Linked DNA regions of Hordeum vulgare: region 1 is linked to region 2. Evidence: chromatin contacts called from public Hi-C data. All regions are on one chromosome and are shown on one strand. Each heading gives the region's core, a stretch centred on a gene start, on an enhancer-like site or on the middle of the called end of the contact. The rest is flanking DNA. Distances are from core to core; before and after follow the strand shown.

Evidence for each region. Hi-C and Micro-C count contacts between places; a contact is called where the count stands out from the background.
Region 1: a Hi-C map of leaf shows a contact between it and region 2, with 4 times the contacts expected there. The contact joins two enhancer-like sites. A contact is called at or near these places in 2 of 6 Hi-C or Micro-C datasets (leaf and seedling).

The regions. Positions count from the first base shown.
Region 1 is chr5H:12,239,846-12,243,412 of MorexV3_pseudomolecules_assembly, forward strand. No RefSeq gene overlaps it. Among protein-coding and RNA genes, the nearest start is that of LOC123398909, 29 kb to the right of the region's middle. Within about 2 kb of position 1,301, at least 2 of the 3 cell types and tissues checked have open chromatin away from gene starts, as enhancers often do. A contact at or near this core is called in leaf, where this site is marked.
Region 2 is chr5H:11,703,198-11,706,354 of MorexV3_pseudomolecules_assembly, forward strand. No RefSeq gene overlaps it. Among protein-coding and RNA genes, the nearest start is that of LOC123396185, 14 kb to the left of the region's middle. Within about 2 kb of position 1,649, at least 3 of the 3 cell types and tissues checked have open chromatin away from gene starts, as enhancers often do. A contact at or near this core is called in leaf, where this site is marked.

The sequences.
Region 1 (3,567 bases), core at 51-2,550, 540 kb after region 2:
TGTCTGCAATGGGTTATCTCTTGGTCGTATCTTCAAAAACTAGCTATTCCAAAAAACATAATGAGACATGTTGTGCTAAGATATTGTCTCTTAAATAAGAGAAGACAAGCATGTTCTTAGGCTTTCTCTCTCCTTCATCTCAACATTTATCCTGCGTGGCATTTTAAAGATAGAACCATTGTACATGCCATCATGGGGCGTGGTAGGAGTTTGTCTATATATTTTTTGTATTATTGACCTTCTACCTTCTATAAAGCTAACACACGTGGTTTGCATGGTTGCAACAAAAATGTTCATGAATTTTTATAAAGATTAATGTAATTGGAAACATATAAGTAAACCAATAAATGTTTAAAAGAATTAAAATTAGAACAAAAAAAATCACTAATAGATAAAACCTGGCTTTAATGAAAACCCATAGAAAAATGATACTAAAAGAATATAAAAATCCTAAGAAAACTATCGCACATGTCTGCTAGTGGGTCGGCCCATGTTGGGGTGATGTGGAGGCGAGCGCATGTTACTATTAGAGAGCTTGTAATCGTCCCGTTTTGAAAAATGTTAAATGAGTATTTAAGGAATGTTGATCATGTACATAAAAATATTGAATAAGTATTCGGAAACTATTGAACAATTATCTGAAGAATTTTTCATCATGTATGAAAATGTTGAAGAAGTTTAAAAAAAATGAATATGTATATAAAAATGTAGAATGAAAAGCAAAAAAGAAACGAAAGGAAAAAACCAAAAAAATGAAAAAAGGTGAATAAAATACAAATAAAATAAAATAAAATAAAACGAAAAACCCAAGAAGACAAGAAAAATAAACCAAAGAAAAAACAGAGAAAACCGGCCCGATCATCTCTAATAGGTCACGATCCTACTACTCCCTCCGTACCTAAATAATTGTTATTGGTATAACTAAATTAGTTTTCTTCAATAACAATTATTTAGATACACAGGGAGTACTAAGTAGTAACTCGAAGCGTGCGGAGGGTTAGCTGCGTTGGTGTTCCCCTGAAGACGAGGGTTTGATTTCTCTCCTTTTCTTCCCATTTTTAGTCTGTGCAAGCAAAAATGCGTCGGTTCAACACTAAATTAACTCGCAAGAAAGTTTTCTCTCAACTCGCTTAATGCGAGAAATAGACCCCACAAGCACCATCTACATGTATGCCCATAAGTGGCCATATAACCGTCAAATTGGGAATATATAACCGTCAAATTGGGAATATCCTAATATTACTCACACGTGCATCTACACATCGCATGTGGAGAGCAGGAGACCTCCTAACGCACGCATAAGGCAGAGTGGGCACAACAAACGCACCTACCCCCATCCCCCGGCGCACTTTGGGCCAACCCATATGGGGTGCGGGACACCCGTTTTTTATTTTCATTTCTCTTTTTCCATTTTTTGGATTTTAAAATTATGGTAATGTTCGTGAAATTTTTTAAATGGTGATAAAATCGGAAAATAATCACTAAATCACACAATGCTCATGAATTTAAAAATGTACTTGAATTTCAAACACTCTACATGAATTTGAAAAATATTCTTGAATTCCATTAAATATTTATGAAATTATGAAATTTCTACGTTTCAAAAATGTTCATATATTTGAAAATGTTTCTAGATTTCAAAAAATGATCATGACTTTGATTATTTTCGTATTTCAACAATGCTAAAGGATTTCAAAAATGTTCCCCGATTGTAAAAAATATTAACAATTTTAAAACAGTCTCCAAATTTTCAAATATTCCACGAATTCCAACAATGCTCCCATATTTCAAAAACTGATAAATAAATTTTAAAAATGTTCTTGCATTGGAAAATTGTTCACTAATTTAATAAATGGTCCTAGAGTTCGGAAAAAATATTATTCTAAAATTATTTAAATCAAAAAAATAGTTCCATATTTATTAGAATGTTCATGAATTTAGGAAATCTTATTACATTAAATAATACTCCTTATGTCCCATAATATAAGAGCGTTTTTAGCAATAATGTAGTGTAAAAAATGTTCTTATATTATAAGACGGAGGGAGTAGCTCCAAATCTTAAAAAATGCTAACAAAACTAGAAAATGGAAAAAATTAGAAAAAAAGAAAAAAGAAAAGAAAAGGTACATAAAAACGAAGAAGCAACCCACTAAGGACGTTCCCAAAACCGATGTGAAGGAAAACTGAGAATGAGTTGGCCCAGATAGTAAGGCTCTCTCACCACGCTGTTGGAAATATGCTCTAAGGACAATAATAAATATATTATTATTTTATTGACATGTTCATAATTAAGTTTATATTTCCATTCTATAACTGCAATATTTTTAGTGTCATATTCAGAGTAAAATCTTTGTGTGTGTGGAAACATAAACACCGAATAAATCCCTAGTTTGGCCTTTAGATTAGCTCATGTATTGTCGATAGTTCCATTACTAACCATAAGCATTGTTCTTGTAAAAAGGATGTCGACAATAATGAGAAAACATTGTTAGAATAAGAATGGTTCTGGATAAACCCAACTTATAAAATACTACAAGACTACGAATATGTTGTTGATATTTTTGTATAGGGTGTTAACATTTACTTAAGTCGTTAGACCTTGAGAATATTGTGTATCCAGATACTTGATGGTTACTTTGGTGTTTGATGTCACTTTGTAACTAAATGATGATCTCTACTAATAAATGGGAATTGGTATATTTGCCTCACCTCCTCCCCCATCCCACCTATTATGGTTTTATCTCCTCCATGCCCTATAGTTTGGAATGATCTAAACTGAATAGTTACTTCTATTTCCTTGTCCTAGTGGAAATCATGTTCTTCATTAACTCAATCAAATCTTACTAAAACCATTTTCTGCAGTAACTCGATCAAATCTTATCAAAACCTCAAGTAAATCAAACTTTCTTTGTCTTCCTCTGTCCATAGTCAAATCGATTCTAATTAAATTTAGAATATTATGGGTACAAGTTATATGTGAGACACGATTGGTGTTGAACCATTAGAATATGCATGCCCCCGTTGAAATACACATGCAATTAGCTAGTAAAGGTAGGTTTGGGGTATACCAAAAAGATGTTGTGGTATCCTTTAAGTCAGGATTAAGATTTTCTGATTCGGCAATGAAGATGTGCACTATGGCTCTATTCAGTATTACGATGCTCATCATTGTCTGGGCAGACATGGCTACTATGGTGTTAGTCACAGGAAAATCTGAATACCAGAAGGAGTAAAGTGTACAAATCCATAATGAGGATAACTAGGTATCATGATCAAAGTGTTCATCCCTGGAATGTCGCAAAGTCTCATATCGGGTTTTCTAAAGTAACATGAAGCAAAGGGAATGGAACATGATGACATAAGTGTTCGTTCAATGAAGATAATTATTGATGTACGTGAGTGAGATATATGACATTCTTTATCTTTTTCTGTTCTTCTCAACTAGAATCTATAATGGTTTCCTTCCAAATCAACGACTATATCAGAATGCATGAGGAACTAAGGACGTGTTGAATATCGACAACGGCCCTAACTATAGAAATCGTGGAAGGTATAACGATCCATCAG
Region 2 (3,157 bases), core at 399-2,898:
GCACCAAGGTCTTAGATTGCTGAGTCCCCGTGGCTCACGGATTCCTCCGAAATTCCCAGTAGGTACAGGTACCCCAGAGACAGATGATCCCGACGTCACCCAGCTGGCGTGGCAGTACGACGAGGAGACAGACAGCCTCTACGTGAACTATCCCGAGGACTGAGTCGTGGTCGTGATCGTGGGCCTGCAGCAGGGTAGCATAGCATTTTCCATGTTCTGTAGTCCGTAGCGGAACTACCTTGATTGTATCTGTGTTGTACTCTGAGTTTAATAAGAAGACAGTTGAATCCCGAATTGTCTACTTTTATTATTTTTTGTGCTATGTTACTTGCTTGCGAAACGCTTAGATGCGCTTCTTTCCTATTCGGGGGCCTCGACCCCCAGATCGGAAAGAACCGCATCTTGGTCGTTACAGACCCACATCCACTTCTTATTGGACATAATCTTCTCATTCTAGTGTTGCCGGGGATGGCCTAGTTGCGGCGCCATAGGGCATCTCCCATGGTTTATGATAGTTCTTGGTACACTTTGTGACATATTTTTTTATGATGTGTTATAAAATAAATTAAGAGAGGGGGGGGGGGGGGGGTGTGTGGAGTCATGAACCTAGGCCCTTTCACAAACTCTAATGTACAATGAGAGAACATCTTATTTATTATCTCACATTCTATTGGACAAACTATATACAACCTGTTAGAATGGTTACATGATAAGTTGTTAGTTGATGACATATGTTAAATTTTACCAACAAACGAATAATAAACAAACTGTTGAAGATGTCCTTACATGTGGAAAGGTGTGCTATAATTGGCTGGCTTTGTTGGTGTGGCCCGTCTAAGCAGTGCTATGAACTGTAGTCAGTTCGGCCTAATGGCGCTCACTTGAAGTCATTTTGGGCCAGCCTAATTATCACAAATCAATTGCTGGCTTACTCGCTTGACAAAAAACAAAATCGCTTGTTCGATTCTTGCAAGATCAGTTCACCATTGGACTCGTTCCCTAAAAAAGCTCACCATTGGATATTTGACCGTCACAGTTGATCCCATTGACTTTTCAAAATTTGAAAAATCACAGATTTTTTAAAAGTACACGATTTTTGAAAAATAATCATGAATTTAAAAGAAGTTCATCTGTTTTGAAAAAACGTTCACCGAATTCGACGAAAGATCATATATTTTTTTTACAAAAATCATCAATTTTAAAAAAAAATCATTGAATTTTAAAACAAAATAGTCCATTTTGAGAAAGAGTTCATCAAATTTTAAAAAATCCCATCTTTTGTGAAAAGGATAATAATTTTTTAAAACTCACAAATTTTAAGGAATATTTTGAATTATAGGAAAATAACACACACAAAAGAACGAAACTGAAAAAAAATCATAGAAAATATGTCCAAAACATAACAAAAAAACTAAGGTGGCATCTCTACAACAAGAGAGAACAAAGGAATTGGGACAAGAAGTTGTTTTGTCTCAGTGATTATTGCCGCCGGATTTTGTCGCTGTCAACACACTCGTATTTTTTGAAGCTTAGAAAGAAGAAAAAGAACTTGACATGTGCCAAGCCCACGACGGCGGGGGTGTGCGCGCCATGTTGCAAGAAGTAATTTAACAGGCACCTTAAGCGTCAGATAGGGGAGTCCCTATACGCCGCATTCTGCGGCAGGATGACCAGTTTTCGCACATGCAGTCCTCTGCCTGGGCCGGCCCACTGACCGTGCTTCTGCTGTTCCCTATCACGCGGCAAAAAAGAAAAAAATCAAGAGAAACATGATTCGATCCTAGTAATACCTAGCGCAGCGCACGTCACTAACAACAATCTGTTAGCCAATAAACCAATATCAGCTTATTTTAATAGAAGGCGCAGAATAATATAACAACATATAGCCGGGGTATAGATTTGGATTTCAATTTTTTATTTAAAATTAAGAACATTTTTGTAATGCCGCAACTATTAAAATTTCCAACCTTTTTCCGAAAAAATATTCCCACAATTTTATGTTTCCTTTTAACATTTTTTCAAATTCCGGAACATTTTATAAATTCTGGAACATTTTTCAAATTCCAGAATATTTTTTCAAATTCCGGAACATTTTTTAAATTCCGGAACATTTTTGAAAATTCAGGAACATTTTTCAAATTCAGGAACATTTTTTCTAATTCCGGAACATTTTTTAAATTCCAGAATATGTTTTCAAATTTCGTAACATTTTTCAAATTGCGGAACATTTTTTAAATTCCGGAACTTTTTCAAATTCTGGAACATTTTTTCAAATTTCGGAACATTTTTTAAATTACGGAACATGTTTTTCAAATTCCAAACATTTTTGAAATTCCCAACATTTTTGAAATTCCGGTACATTTTTTCGAATTCCGGAACATTTGTTTAGATTCAGAAATATTTTTTGAAATTCTGGAATATTTTTTCAAATGCTGGAATATTTTTAAAATTTCGGAACATTTCTTTAAATTCCGGAACATTTTTTTAGATTTTGGAATATGTTTTAAAAATCCAGAACATGTTTGAAACAGAAACATAAAAGAAAGAAACAAAAAAGAATAAAGAAAAAGAAATAAGAAAAAGGTTCAGTGAATCTTCTAGAATGTTCCCAAAACCGGAAAAAACCGGCTGAAAACCGGGATCAACGAAGTGCTGAACGGGCTGGCCCTGGTTATCGCTCGCTTATCAATCCCTGTGCGATTGCTCCACAACTTGACGCAATGTGCGTCATATAGGGTTTGCCCAGGTACTAGGAAGAAAAAGAAGTTCAAACGGGCTGAGCCCATGACGCTGGGGTGTGTGCGCCATGTTGCAAGAAGTAAAGTAACAGGCGCCTTTAGCGCCAAATAGAATTTTCCCAGGTACATTGAAGTGTTACATTCGTAATAAGTCAACTGGCTCAAATTTAACCAATGTTGTAGAAAAATGTGTTAAGATCTGCTTCGACTGTAAACACTTTATAAAACGTTTAAGGTCAGAATAAACTTAGCATGAAAATATATTTCGTAAATAATATCATGAGACTAATTGAATACTATATTGTTCTATATACTTTGTCAGACTAACGAATTTAACTTCGAATAAACTCAAAGTTTTAATTATTTTGAAACGGAGGTAGTAGTTTGCTCTAGTTCTCCAAACACAGCCTTCCAATCGT